Linked DNA regions of Mus musculus: region 2 is linked to region 1. The links are chromatin contacts, called in public Micro-C maps. All regions are on one chromosome and are shown on one strand. Each heading gives the region's core, a stretch centred on a gene start, on an enhancer-like site or on the middle of the called end of the contact. The rest is flanking DNA. Distances are from core to core; before and after follow the strand shown.

What was found. A called contact is a pair of places that touch in the nucleus more often than the background predicts.
Region 2: a Micro-C map of muscle stem cells shows a contact between it and region 1, with 5 times the contacts expected there. The contact joins two enhancer-like sites. A contact is called at or near these places in 13 of 484 Hi-C or Micro-C datasets (the HL-1 cell line, cortical neurons, embryonic stem cells and 2 more) and 1 of 9 other capture datasets (embryonic stem cells).

What each region holds. Positions count from the first base shown.
Region 1 is chr9:31,562,680-31,570,568 of GRCm38.p6, forward strand. It overlaps Gm31408 (a long non-coding RNA gene), which reads left to right. Exons shown (of 4, transcript XR_379214.3): 2 at 2,010-2,174. It also overlaps the pseudogene Gm18226. Among named protein-coding and RNA genes, the nearest start is that of Gm31408, 6.9 kb to the left of the region's middle. Within about 2 kb of position 3,767, at least 11 of the 459 cell types and tissues checked have an H3K27ac peak or open chromatin away from gene starts, as enhancers often do. A contact at or near this core is called in muscle stem cells, where this site is marked.
Region 2 is chr9:31,653,530-31,661,418 of GRCm38.p6, forward strand. No RefSeq gene overlaps it. Among named protein-coding and RNA genes, the nearest start is that of Gm31408, 98 kb to the left of the region's middle. Within about 2 kb of position 3,337, at least 15 of the 459 cell types and tissues checked have an H3K27ac peak or open chromatin away from gene starts, as enhancers often do. A contact at or near this core is called in muscle stem cells, where this site is marked.

The DNA of each region.
Region 1 (7,889 bases), core at 2,517-5,016:
AAATGAGATAAGTGGCTCGGGTGCTTCCAACAGCACTTGGCAGTTTTAGGCAAGAGCTCAGCCATCAGGGAGTTGCTGGTCACCTCTGCTTCTCCTCTCCCAGCCTTTGATACAGTTTCTATTTATCTTAAGAGCATGGAGATCTACTGCTGTCACAGTGATACCCAGGGAGATACTGACCAAGATGAGGTATGGTCTCTGTTCTCAAGGATTTGTGATAAGATGTGGAGCCAGAGGCCAAATGCTTAAGCTAAAGAAGAAGGTAGACTGGGGCAGCATGGGATGCTACGTCAGCACCTTAGAGCATGGCGGGCAGCGGCCAGCTAGAGAAGGAAGGTACCGAGAAAAAGTCAGAACTTGATGTGCCACCAAAAGGAGGCGGGATGTGGAGGACAGATTTACGACTTTTCCACCCTGGCCCGCTTTTACTTCTGTGTCAATATGGCAAGCACAGCTTCTACCACTGAGCTCCAGGGTGTGTCTCATAGGTAGATCCTGTGTGAGCTTAGGCCATCACTACCCTTTTAACTGCAAGCAAAGAGGCCAAGGGTCAGGGGCTGTCTCATTCTACTGAGTAACTCTTGCCAGAGCAAATGTAGGATGGCTTCCCCTTCCCCAAGTCTGCAATGCCTCTTCTGTCCCATAGCTGCAGAGGACTTGAGTGAGGTTAAACTCCATTCCCCGGAGCTGGTCTTGCCTCTCCTCAGAAGTCTATGAAGTACAAGGCACTATACATATGCCAGCCTGATAGCAAATAGACACTTGTCTCCAGACCTCAGAGAGAGAGGATTGGTACTTCAGAAGACACACCACTGTTGTATATTGTTGTATGGGACTTCCCCTGGGGATACCCAACACATACATTTACTTACCTAAATAGGGAGCTCGTGACAGACCGAGGTACTGAAGTCCAGCTTGGTCAACCAATGAGTTTTATTGGGGTCACGTAGAAAAGTATGGGCGAGGGCTTACTTACAAGGAGCAGAAATGATTCAGACAGCTGCATCGCCAAGGCCCACCCCAGCATGGGTGACAACTCACACAGCTGGGACCCTGGAGCACACTGAGGACTTTACAGGCAGCTCAACAGGTTGGAGAGGGCTCTTTCCAGGTGCCTCAGCTGGCCGAGCCTCTTCCAGGAAGACACTCTGATCTTGGTTTCTTCTCGAAAGTTGGGCTGGTCTCTGCTTCTCCAGATGGGTCTGGGATTGGCCGAGAGTGACTCTCAATAATCTCTACTGTTTACATATCTGGTTGGGGTAGTGAATCTGGTCAGTTTCAGGGACTTCCTGAAGCTGTTTTGAGATGTTAACCTTTTGTCTTGAAGAACTTCCCTTTAGACTGAGTGTTTCAATCTTGGGAGAAACTGCTCCAGGGTATGCACCCCACTGCCATAAACACACAGCCCTGGAATTTTCTTCTCTTGGCTCTGCCTTTAGCTTTGAAGTGGGCTCAAGCAAAGTGGAGTGAATTTAGATGCCTTTTATAGGTTTTGGCCTCACTGGTACAGTATGGAACCAGGGCAGAGGCTCTGTGGGCTCATACTTGATGGCTTAGAGAAGTTTCCTGGGATAGGACCTTGTACTTTGCAGTTCCGAGTTAGCGGGCTTTGAAAGGGCCAAGCAAGTGCGTGATTTCAGTGAGAAACTGATGGAGAGACAGGAGCCAAGGATGATATCTGTCCCATGACTTTCCTAGGGGGGTATAAAGAAATATCTATTTGCCCTAGATAGGAGAGTACTGACAGACTAAAGAAAGAACAGACTAAAGAAAGCACAGCTTAGTAAACCAATGAGTTATTGGAATAACTTTAAAGAGGATGAGTGTCTCAAAGCCTCCATACCACAAGAAGTGCTGTGAGCAATGTATGGGTATCCACCACTGAAGAGTCTCCTGTGTGACATATGGGTAGCTAGCTATACAACTAAGGAGTCCTCCTGGGTGATGTCTGGGAAGCTACACTACTGGAGAGTTCAACCATAGTGATTGTCTGCCTCTTTGTAACCTAGGAGAAGGAAGGAATATGTGGGGATTTTGTGAAGGCTTTGGAGCCCTGACTCTGATCCTGAGAGACTTACGCAGGTCATCCAAGCTGCTCGGATTCAGGAAGGCCACGGTCAAGCCCTTCCCGGAGGAAACAGCTACCCAACAGCACCTGAAGCAGGGGTGGGCAGGTAGGCGTGTCTCACTCATGATCTTACCGGGGAGGATATAAAATTGAGGAAACCCACTGCCACCACAGGCTCACAAATGCCTAGGCAGAGAATTTAAGCTCGGCCGACAGGAGACTTCCAACCCACTGTAGGATGTTGAAGCTGCTGTTCTTAAGGAAAGATAACATTGAACCAACCTGCTCTACTCAGACCATGTTCATTTTGATTGAGATTTGGCTATAGGGATTCTGTGTATAATTCTATCTGAAAGTTGGCTACTTTTAAAGGAAGTTGGAGAAAGTCGCTAACCCAGAGACAAAGCCTCAGACCTTGGCAGCCCTCAGGCTCCCCGGGGAGCCAGCATGCTCGGAGCTGTGTTTGGACGTGGTCAGTCAGCCAGCCTGTGCATGTCTTCCGGCTCTCCGTGTCCTTTTCTCACTTTAAGCCTGTTGCTCTTTCAGTTTTGATTCAGATTCATTTGAAACTTGCAGGAGAACTTTGAAGCTTTCTTTGCAAAAGTGCACTCAGGCACGTTCAATCTCAGTGGAAACCACCCGGACACTTGGTGTTCCTGCCTCTTTTAATTAATTAATTAATTTATTTTTTGTTGAAGTCTCTGCAGTACCCCTGGTCGTGTTCTTTCAACACCCCTCAGCTAGACTCTGAGCTGCTTGAGTGCAGTATGGTAGAATGCAGATTTTCTGTTCATTTTCAGTATCTGCTCCTCTGTATTTCTGTAATATCGCTGTGTCAGCAGAGTTCACACAATTTTAAGCATTCTTTGCATGTGGATCCTGGACTTTCCTGATAAGAACACGAGGTCGGGTATAGGGTTTTCCACATGGGGCATCATGGTAATGTTTGGGGTTTGGATTATAGAGCATTTGATATTTTGGAATTTTGTGTTGGGGCTTCTCAGCATTCCTCTTTCCAACAAATTAACTATTTCAATCTGGGCCGCGTGTTGCATAGTTAGACTTGCTAATTCTAAATATGTTCCCATCCCTAGCTTGTGCTACTGCTGAGGTACCTGGCTGCCAGCTCCGGAAAATATATCCTATAGACCATGCACGGCCTCATTTTAGGCTTTCTGTCCCATTAGGTAGAGAGGCCTTCTTACCTGTTTTAGAGTTCATGCTACAGCGTGTGGCTTGGTAGCTTGTGGTGACTCACGATTTGACAACTGCCAATGGCTTGTGGCTTAGATTTCCTTTATCAGAGGAGATCTGAGGAAGGTAATGGAGACAGCGGGCCAGAAAGAAGAGTTCATCCCAAAGCGTTGCTCGATACCGACTCAGTCTCACAAGACATCAAAATAAAGTTTTGAGGAAAAATTAACAGACTGGCAAGAGGACATCTTGGCTGCAAAGGACGTTTTAGCCACACTAGGCTTCAACTCCCCTGGAGTATTTCTTAGAACAACTGCCAGACAGGACCAGTCTCTCGGCAGCTGTCACCCACTTATTAGGGGGACTCTGCAGAGGCCAAGAGAGAGGGAGGGGCACTAAAAATGGGAAAATAAATTCGTGCTTACGGCCAGTGCATTTCTGCGATGCCAAGGTGACTGGCCTACGTCTCCCTCCCGGGCTGGTGTTGGGTGGCTCTGACAAGTGTCCAGAGTGATCCTGGCCCAGCATCTGCTGCCTGATCACCATGGAGATGGCAGCTGCAGCGAAGTCTCCTTTGAGAACACGCCGAGGAGATTTCTAGAACCATTTTGGAAGCATTTGTCTCCACAGTGCTCACTAATCTCCCTTTCATTTGTAATTATTTTATCGCCTTGATTCTGTGCATTGGCACGGGGCCCGCGGCTGATGCTGTTCCTTGCCGGCGTCCACCGGGAGGTGCCCGCGCCCCGCCGTCTGCGTGGAGATGAAAAGGGTGGAAAGAAGACGAACCCAGTGCCCTGGCTTCAAACAGGCCCTGTCTCCCGTGGGCAGCCCGGGGAGGGCCTGGCTGATTGAAGTAGCCGGAATTATGAAGCTCATAGCCTTTGAGGTCAGCCGCCCCATCCCGGCCAAGAATAATTGAACAAATAGTTTATCTGGTGCACCAACAGCTGTAGAGCCGGGCGATTTGAGAGGATTAGGAGAGAGTAGTGAACGGATACTCCCACAGCGCCTCCAAATCCTAACCCTGAGTCTGACCAGCCAAGAACACATGGTGAAGCCCTGACATCACCTTTTAAAGGCCATTTCTCTCCCTTTCCAAGCGACTCTTCTCGGTGCTTTCAAGAATTTTAAGCGGACAAGGCAACTACCTTTGGGGGTCCCCACCGCTGGATCGCATTCACTGGTTCCTTGTAATTACCCCAAACTCATTTCATCTCAGACAGCTCAGATTCACGGGGGTTGGGGGTGGATTCTGGTAGGTCTGGGAGGCAGAGGCTGCTGCCTTTCCTGAAGTCTGTGCTGCTGGCAGCTGTTGTGATGTCTAAGCAGGGCCAGGCCAAGTTCAGGGTAGGATGAAAGGGACATTATTTAGGAGGGCGACGTGTGATGGCGGAGGAAGAGGAAACAGGAATCCCTCCCCGACAGAGAAAAAGTAGCAACTCCAAATGAGTCAAAGGGTTATTTATTTATTAAAGCATATTTAATATAACCTAGTTAGATCAACGGGAAACGAAAGGATATTATTTAGAATTATGCAGAAGTACGCTGGGATGGGTGGCTCACCAGTACAGTATTTTCCCAGCATGCACCGGGGCCCCAGGTTCCATCTCCAGTGCCATTAAACAAACGTGTCCAACTATCCATTCCTTAAAGAAATACTTACTCGCAGATCTAAAGCCAACACAAGTCCCATGTCTTGTAAAAAGTAAAAAAACAAAAAACATACAAAAAACGTTACTCACATGAAGGGAAACAGAACAACTTGAAGCCCAGGACTTCTTTCATTAGTTCTTTTTATAGACTTCAAATTTATACTCAAGGCCCTTTTCCTTTTAGACCTCAAAGAGGTCACCTGGGTATCGTGGGAGAGGTTTATATCTCCCAAAATAAATTTCTGGGGGGTGGGGGTGTTACTTTCAGATTCCTGTATGATCTTGCCACAATCTGAGGTGACCGGGCTGATTCATCACTCCCTTGTAAACAGAACCACCTCGCACTGCCCAAACCACGTCTAATTTATCTGCTAATTCTGGTTTTTCAGTGAGTCTTAAGACATTGTCTAGACTTTTGGCAAGAAAACGAGCTCCTTGTGGTGGTTCCTCGAGTTCTCTACAGAGAACTATGTTAATTCTTTCCTTCAAAGCTTCAGTCTTCTCAAGAATGGAGAGCCAGGCTTCCCACCCCAAATCACCAGGTCATGTTTACTTTCCATTGAAGAAATTGTGGTCACTCTGTGAGCAGAGACCACACAAGTCTCTGTTCTTCCTAATGCTCGTGTTCTGGGACACCATAAGGTACAGTTCTGTGACAGACTACAAGGGTGGGGAATCACTTCCTTTCCAGATTCCCCCCCATGGGCCCTTACTGAGTCCTGATCACTATGGGTATTCTAAACGAAACACCCATATATGAATATAGAAAACTAACATCCACATTTGAGAGAAAACACGTAGTGTTTGTCGTTCTGGGTTTGGGTTATCTTCCCGAGAAAGATTGTTTCCAGCTCCATTTATCTTCATATCTCATAATTTTGCTTTTCTTAATGATTGAATAATAATAGTCCTTCATACAAATATACTACATTTTCATCACTCAGTTATTGATTGTTGATGGACATCTAGACTGTTTCCCAGCTATTGTGACTAGAACAGCAATGATGAGCAGGCGTCTCTGTAGTGGGGTATAGGGCTCTTTGGGTGTGTGCTCATGAATGATGGATGGTGATAGCTGGATCATGGACCTCTGTCTATAGTGGCGGCACCAGTGGCTGGCGTGTGAGCTATTTTCATTCGGTCCTGCACCCTTGCCAATTCGTGTCCACTAAACAGTAATGTTGTAAGATGCTTTAGGAAGTCGAGCCAGTTGTTTTTCTTCTTGTCAGGAAGGCATTCTGTGCACAGGGTGCTATGCTGGGAAGCTGAGAGAAGCAGAGTTAGCGCTCACTCTGTCATGACCACAACTCCTGGAAAAGCCATGGAATTATGAAGAAATTTCCCTTTGTTAATTTTCATGGTGTGTGTGTGTGCTTGTGTGTAAAAACACACACACATGTATATATGTGTGCATGAGTGTACATGGAGGCCAGAAACTGATATTGGGAATCACCCTCAATTGCTCTTCCACCACACGCATTGAAGCGAGGGCTCTAAGTGAAACTCAGATGTTACCAGTCTGGCTTGTCTTACAGCCAGCTTACTCCAAAAGGTCCCATTTCCATTCTCTGAGGCTGGAACTACAGATGGGCCACCATGATCACTGGCATTACCTGGAATCTAGGCATTCAAACTAGGGGTCTCATGCATTTAGGACAAATGCCTTAACCCCTTCCTGATTCCCTAATAGAATTCTTAATACAAAACCCCACAACTCATGTGCATCGAAGACAATTCAGAATGGATTGAAAGAAGAAATGGCAGCATTTCAGGAAAGATGGAAGAACTTTAGAAATGAAAGCTCTCTCTCTCCCCCTCTCCCTCTGCCCCCACCCCCACCCCCCATGTGTGTATACATGCCTGTGTCACACACTGCAAGGGTGTGGAGATAGAGGACAATTTTGTAAAGTTGGCTCTCTCTCTGCACCCCTCTGTGGGTTAGGCAGTCAGGCTTCCATGGCAAGTGCTATGCTCCTTGAACCTCCTGAGCCACCTTGCTCACCCTGGAGGCCCTTTTAGAGGGTCCTTGCTACGTCTGCTTTTTCCTAACAGTTTTGGAGTTTTGGGTCTTACATTAAGGTCTATGATCCATTTTAAATTGCTTTCTATACAGGGTGTGAGGGATCCAGCTTCATCCTTTTACATGTGACCATCTATTTTATTTTCAGGACTATGTGTTCAAAAGCTTGTCCTTGGTATCTGTTAAAATCAGGTGTCTATTGCTATATGGGTTTATTTCTGGATTTTCTATTTTATTCTATTTTTCTAGCAATCAATTGATACATCTGATTTTAAAAAGCAAATGATGTGTTTGTAGGATAATGTGATGCTTCCAGCCCTATTTTTTTTCTGGGGGGAGGGGAAGGGTGTTTGGGACTGCTTTGGTCATCGAGGTCTTTTGTGATTCCATATGAATTTTAAGATTGCCTTTTAATGTTTCTGTAAAGAATGCTATTGAAATTTAAAAATTTAAATTAATTACTCTTTTTGCTTTTCAAAACAGGTGTTTTTTTTTTTAAGATTTATTTATTTTATGTAGATGAGTGTATTGTAGCTGTCTTCAGACACACCAGAAGAGGACATTGGATTCCATTACAGATGGTAGTGAGCCACCATGTGGTTGCTGGGAATTGAACTCAGGACCTCTGGAAGAGCAGTCAATGCTCTTAACCATTGAAACATCTCTCCAACCCCAAGGCTTGTGTGTGTGTGTGTGTGTGTGTGTGTGTATGTAACCTTGGCTGTTCTGGAATTAGCTCTGTAGAACAGATGACCTTGAACTCACAGAGATCCACCTGCCTTTGCCTCCCAAGTGCTGGGGTCAAAGGTATTCACCACCAAGACTTGATAATATGTTCTTTTCAGAATTTCAATTACTGTGACACACACACACACACACACACACACACACACACACACACACCCCTTACTGAGTCCATTTAGCGTTGCTTCTATATGTGTGGGGTTAGGCT
Region 2 (7,889 bases), core at 2,087-4,586, 90 kb after region 1:
TAAGCAGACAGATTCATTACCTGCATCATTCTGACTCAAAAGGCGATTTCCAGGGAGGAACTCTGGACTAGGTATAAGGTGGTGGCTATTATGTATGGGATAGTAGTTCATAAAGTTGAACCAAGAATCCAAGTAGTCATTTATTTGATGCTTTCCAGATAGGCTGGCTATAAGCAGTCTCATACTAACAAACAAGATTATCATTAATGTTATTAAACCATATTACAATTGTTTAAGTTTCTATTGTCCTATTAGAATGTACTCAAAGATTTTCTGGATAAATGCAACTTCACCTTGTACTCATTGTGGTAAACTGAACCAAAAGCACATAGAAAGATATTGGCACTTAGAGGATGGAGAGATGGTCCAGTGGTTAAGAGCAATTCCTGCCCTTACAAAGGTCCCAGCCACTATGCAGCAAGCAGTTCACAACCATCTGAGACTTCAGTTCCGGGAAATCCAACCCCTTCTGGCCTCCATGGGTACCCGGCATACATATGATACACATACACACACATAGGCAAAACATTCATAGATACAAAATAAAGATAAACAATTCATTAAAAAACATACTAGCAGTTTAATTAACTATCAAACCCCAGTTTTGGCTTCCAGGTTGCCTGTTTGGAAGCTGTATGCTTTCTGAAGCTCGACATTAACTTGTGCACAGATAACTCTTTGCTTTTAGCTGATTGTGAGGTGTGGTCATTTTAAATAAAAGCTGGTCTTTGGACTGTTTGAACATGGCTCGGTTGCTACTGGAAAAAGTCCGTTGACATCTTTTGATTTATAGCACCTTTGCCAGGTAGGAAATCTAACAGTACAAGAGTGCTCTATTTTTTTTTTTTTTTTTTTTTTGCAGGTCTGCAGAGGCCTGTTGCTTTTAATGGTATGTGTAGGACATAACATGTGACTCATGTATCCAGTAAAGAGTCATAGTGTGTAATGAGAACAGCTCAGCTGTGACTGGAACGCTCCGACTGCGGATTGCTCTGAAGGTCCATCAGCTTCTGTGAGTTTATATAGAAGTGGGCAGGTGAGGGGTCTGCCTATCAGTGTTACTCGTGTTTTTAATGAGCGCAGGCTATTTAATCATAATGAGCATCACCGACACCCCTTCAAAAGCAGCTCTGTTTGCAGACAGGAAGCCGGTCACAGTATTTCCCAGAATCCTCTTCTCTGGGAGTGTCGGGAAGAGACCATCCAAGCAGAGACCTGAGCTGAAAGAAGCGGCAAGACCAGCATTCTCCAGAATGCTTGCACGCAGGTCTCAGAGACGTGGGGACCACAGTGGCTTTCAGGAGAACTCCCTGAGACTATTCTATGCTGTCCTACAGGCTGGCCAGTGGCTGCAGCTTCGGGATTCAGGAGCTTTTCAGTTCCAGGGAGATCCTGAGTCACGTGCTCCCTTCTCCCACGCTGACTGAGTCAGTGATGGCTTCCTTTCACTTTGCCTCCAAGTTCTGCAGAAGTTTTAATGTCCAGTCTTAAAACTCTTCATGCTTGGAAGACTGAGTGATTTTTATTTTCCTGTTAAAATCCTGCCTGACACAGCAATTATTGAAGCATTAATGTAAACTTAGAAACAACATGTAAATAACTGATTAAAATCAGCTGCCAATGTCATTCACTATAAAAAATAAGATATTCAATTGGAAGAATAAAGGGTATAAATTCCCCCCTGTAGACAAAATGTGATGTTCATCCAACAGGAAGAACTGTGGCTGAAGCCCTCCGGAGAGAAGCCATACCTGCTTGGCCACAGGCCATTAGGACTTTGAGTGTGGGGAGGTTGGAATGTTGCAGGTCCAGGACCTAATTGCAAATTATCTTGACCCTTTAATAACCATCTATTACTCACATCTGTATGTGACCCAATATCTCTGTGGCTATTGGGTAAATCCTCTGGAATGTATAAACAGATCATGAGCCTCCACCAACCAGAAGGCGACGAATGCCATCAGATAGCGTCCGTGGCCTAGAGCTGAGATTTCTCCATTCTGTTGTAATCTGCCTACCTGATGTTTTCACCAATGGATTTGAAAAGAGTAATGATTTATGATTTTCTTTGTTCAGACACTATTAAGGGTTTTATGAAACTGTTATTATGCTGGAACATGGAGTGTGGGATAATGAATCTATGTTCCCTGGCCATGGTCAATAAATAACTCACCTCCTTTAAAAATATATCAATTATTTAACTATAAAACAATTAAGTGCGTAACTATCTATGCTTATGTAAGTAAGATATTAAATAGGCAAAGCTATCTAATACACATATATGTTCTGGGCAGGTATAGTTATTACATAGATGAGTTTATAGTTAATATTTATTGTGTTTACATAAACAAGTACCATGATGTTATTGCATAATTTGGCATAAGATATTGCTTTATCTAGGGACTATAGTTAGAAAATATATAGGATTTATATTCTAGCACTCTGTGGTATAAATTCGAATTTACTTACATATGATCACGTACTTGGTACGTTAAGCTGAAAGCAAAGTCTGCTTGAGACACCAAGTGTGGGAGCCCAGGCTAGCACAAGCTTGATTCCTGTACATGGAAGTTTGTCCATGAGCACATTTTGTGAGCACTTACTGTCTCCTCAGTACTATGTTAACATGAAGGATGCAGACATGAACAGAGTGGACTTGGTGACTGCTCCTAAGGTGCCTAAACGTCCAGTTAGAGAAACGACGAGGAAGCAGACAGATTTAACCAGGAGTGAGGTACATCGGAATCATGGAGGTACACTCTTATATGAGCACCTACAAAGAATACCTTACCCAGAATTTGGTAACAGAAACCCAGGGATGAGGCAGCTTCTTGAGAAAGCTCAGAGATAAAAGCTGGAAAGAGGCAGTCAGAGTGCATGGAGCAGAAGAGAAGGAAGATGTCCTCACCCCGGAAGGAGACCCAGAGCCAGAGAAGGCCCAGAGATTCATCTCCTCTATGGGGCAGTAGTCACAGTGAACTCTGATGGCTTTGCAGAAGATCCTGTAGCCATTTAAACAGCAGAGAAATGTAATCTGGTTGAGATTTCAAGCTGCTTGGCTGAATAAGGTCAAAGAACAGATTTCAAGGTGATAATTGTGGGGAGGCTCTCAGAGTAGTCTGCATAAGCAATGGCCACACTCCCATGTACTTCGATGCAGAAGACTTAAGAACTTAAAAAAAGAAGAAAGAAAGAGAGAAAGAGAGAAAGAGAGAAAGAGAGAAAGAAAGAAAGAAAGAAAGAAAGAAAGCCAGCCAGCCTAGTGTGTTGCTGGAGGAGGTCAGGCGATGGGAGAAGTCGAAGGTGACTCATCTTTTGCTTGCGGAAACCGAAGCTTAGATGGATTACACGGCTCACCCAAGGTCACAGAGCTGCGAAGGAGGAGGATCAAGAGGCAAACGTCCATGCATCTGATTCTGCAGTTTTTGGCCTTGACGCTATGATGAATACATCAGAATATGGCCTCTGACGTCCAACACTTAAAACATAAACTAAATGAGGTCCCTGTACCGCAGAGGTTCTCTGCTTTGTACTGACAAAGCAGTTTGTTGACCGATGTCTTTTCCGTGCCGTGTTATTTCCCTGGATGATTAAACTTATTTCCACAGACACTCCCTCTGCATTTATGTAAGTTGTGATGGAAGAAAACAGAGGAAAAGAAAAATAACTAGTACTGACTTCTCACTGAAATATTGGTTTAAATTTTAAAAACCAAATGATCGAGCTGGCGAGCTGGCCCAGTGGCTAAGGGTACTAACGCTCTGTCAGAGATCCCCGGGGTGCAGTTACTGACACCCACATGGCAATCCACAACCATTTGTTACCCCAGTTCCAGGGAATCCGATGCCCTCTTCTGGTGTCTGCAGGCACCAGGCACACATGTGGTGTACAGACATACATGGAGCCAGAACAGCCATACCCATTAATAATAATAATAATAATAATAATAATAATAATAATAAAGTAAAAACCTTTAAAAATGGCATTTCTCCTTTCCATTTTCCAGAATATAAATGTGTCACTCTGGTACCTCTAAGGCCAAAAGCCACAACCAGCTGTCACATATTGTTTGCCAAATGACTAAGGTAATGGGTAAGGCTGAGAAAGCTGTAAAACAACCATTCTGTATTCCTTCCAACTTACTTCTTCTGTTATATTGGAGATTAAACAAGTCTCAAATAGTTGGAATGGCAGACATGCCCATGGTTGTAACTCTCATGTTTGCTGGTTTGCCTTAGCCCTCCTTTCCCAGAGCAAAGCCCTCTGCCAGCTCCGGACACGTGAGGAGCTTGCTCAGCTTGCTCCTTGGGTTCCTAGTGCTTCCTGTGTTCTCAGCAGCTCCACTCAGTGAGGCTGCGCAGTGTGTCATCCCCTCTACAACCTTTCTCAACCAACCCCACAGCTCCACATGCAAGAAGCATTCTAGATTCTTCTTTCTTTCCTAGTATTTACATCTAATCAGCCGCTCCATCCTGATAATACCGTCTTCCAAAAGCCTCTCTAAGCTCTTCTTTCTTTGACATTCTTTCACAGCAGATGGTGTCACAGACCACAGTAGTGCTTCCAAACTCCTGACAGATACCGATGACTCTCATGATGGAAAAAGCAAGACTCTAGACTCCCAAACTCAATATTTCCATAGCGTTTTATTTACATGCATCTCAATCATAATTGTTGGTCATAGTCATAAACAGCAAATAATTATTTTTCAAGAGGGCTCTACTGAAAATTGGGGTTTCCCCACAGAACAAGAGAGATATAATAGCAAATGCTTAGCCATTACTATTTAAATTAAATCAAAATACTGTGGTAAAACTATACATTTCAACTATATATTTTTCTCTCTATATATATTCTGACAACGATGTAATGGTCTTTACCTGAAATCTAATTTTATAAAAAGAGAGCATTAGAATGAAACACTACCTCACAGAAGATGGCAAATAAAACTAATTTTCAAATGGGGAAATAAGCTGCAGTGTGCACCTTGTGTTGTCTGTAGTTCCAGATACTCAGGAGGCTGAGGCAAAAGCATTGTATGAGACTGCAAGTTGAACAAAGTTTGGGCAACATTGTGAGACTTTGCCTCAAGACTTTCATTAAAAAGAAAATATTACAAGTATTTAATATGAGAAGAGCATTCAAAATAAAATTTATAAAGAAATTGAGATGTAAAGTGAATAAGTAATAAATAAAAATTTAATATTATATATGCATGAATGCCATTGTTGAAGAGATTTGATTTTTGGGAGGGATCAACCAATTTAGTTATAGAAAAGTCTCTTTCATGTCTTGGTATTAGTTGAATTGGTTGGGCGAAGGTGTGTTCAAAATCATCTTTGAGTTGGATTTTAGGGAATGTATTCTTTTCAATTAGCTCATTTCCTTTTTTATCAATGAAATGATTTTGTCTGTTTGCCTTCTTGCTCATCTGGCTAGGGAAGTAGATGTTACTTTGATTAATTCACATTTTAGATAATTTTCTGTTGTTTTTTTTTCTAGAATGTTGTATTCTTCCATCATATTATTTGCAAATGAGCCCAGTGCCTAATTAGATTTAGATACTAGAAAATGCCAACAAATATTGGGCAATACTCAAGAACATAATGTTCAGATCTTCTAACAAGGTCGTTGGCACACATTGCAAGTGAATGTGTGACAACATTGCCCATTTGGGGGTTCAGTTTGCTTCCAAAACTCATTCTTTCTTGGCAAGCACTCTTGGGATTTGTATAATGTATACTCTATACAGAATTACTGATATTTGCTTCACTTGCAAGAATGACTTATTACCGGCAGACAGGGACACAGAATACCTTTCACACCATGGTAATAGCCCTAAGCAAAGACTGACTAGCTCATAGCTGTCTCTTCTGTTTGCAGTTTCTCTAGATTTCAGTTTTATTCATCTCTGCAGCTCAGAATCCCTGCCTTTACTTTTATCTTGAAGTCTTTAAATTCCCTTGAGTAAGCCGTGTCTCTGTGTTCATTATTAAGCTAGTTCTTGTCTCATTAGAACAATTCAATTGTATTTTAAGATGAGCTTAGAAAAACATGTGCGCTTCTCTGTAAATGTTGGCCATCCCTCCTGTGAGCACTAGTACACCCCATTTCCCAACTCACTGGTCCCGATGTCTTGGTCAAGTTTAAACGATCGCTTTCCTGCACTTTCCTGGTCTCTGACAAACTGAATTACACTTTTTTTTTGGGGGGGGGGGTAAGGTTTGTTTATTTTATTTCTGAGTGCTCTATCTTCATGTACACCCGCCTGCCAGAAGAGGGCATCAGATCACATTATAAAAGGTTGCAAGCCACCATGTGGTTGCTTGGAATTGAACTCAGGACCTCTGGATTCTGAGCAGACAATGCTTTTAACCTCTGAAGCATCTCTCCAGCCCTTGAGTTAAACTTTTAACAATGACCATCTCTCCAACTCCACTTCCTGTTTCTTACAGACAGGAACTGATTGATCCTAACAGGCACATTGGAGAGATAAATAGGCATGAATGCAGTTCGTTTTTTGTTTTTGTTTTTTGTTTGTTTGTTTGTTTGTTTTTTTACCTGAAACATACAATGAACAAGTTCTTCCTTCTGCTTCCTGGCAGTGGGCAGACTGAAACAGCAAGGCAGGTCTACCAGTGAAAATTCCTAGAAATTCTAGATAAAATGTATTGCTATGAAGATTCAAAAACAGAAGACTAAACCAGGAAGTCTTGAGGCAACGCAAAGGAACAAAATCTGCCAAAGCCACAGCACTGCAGCTGAATGCATCCAGGATGACGTGTGCACCATGGAGCTGGTACAGTGAAGAACTGGAAGTTAAGCTGAGCTCGCTGTGACCATACGGAGGTAAAAAGGTGTCTGCATGGAGGTGTCATGTGCTCAACAGGCCAGTCTTTTATTTATTTATTCATTCACTCACTCGACCTTTTATTCTTTGTGGGTTTCACATCATGCACCCTAATTCCACTCATCTCCCCACCCCTTAGTATCCATTCTCTCCCCTTGCAAAAGAAAAAAATCCTCACTGGAATCTGTAGTGTGTCACAGTGTGTTCCATAGGATACTCCTTTGTCCACACTTCGGTACTTGCAAGTGTTCACTGCAATGAGCCATTACCCTAGTTGGGAGCCTCTGGTTTCTGCTACATTGTCAATACTGGATCCTCTCAGGGACTCATCTAGGGTATCCTCCTGTTGCATCGGGTCAGTCTTAAACCAGGCTCACTGAGGGTGAGATTGCCAATGACAAATGGGACATCATCTCTTCCTGTAGACTTTTTCCCCTTTCTCTTTCTGCTGATACTGTATGAAGGGCAGGGATGCACCTAACACTGCAGGGAGGCACCAGTTCAGACTGCAGTTAGGAAGGTCTAAGAAGTTCAGTGCATGATGGAAAGAAATGCTATCTTACTTTTAAGCTATTGAATTCTGAGTGGTAAATTTAACATGATAGGAAAACCCATACCTAGGATACCATGGGTAAACTTGTACTTGAGGTCACCATGAATGATGTGCAGTAACAAATTTAGAGAGAGCCATTGGCAGCCTGAAGAATGAAGCAAAGTCATGAGCAAAGATATAACTAGCATTCGACACTAATGGTTTTGGAAAACTGGCAATTCATATTGCTCCAAGTTAACGGGTTGCAGACTTACACATATAACAAATTATTTCAAATCATATACAACTACGAATTTTGTAATTTTGAATTGCTTATGTAACAAAGTCCTATCAAGTTATTATAAGTAAATACAAACATTTTTTAAAAAGTCTGTTGTGTATATGTATATTTCATTAGCATTCATCACGTGATGGACATCTAGGCTGCTTCTATTTCCTGGTTATTATGAACAGGGCAGCAGTGAACAGGGCTGAGCAAATATTTCT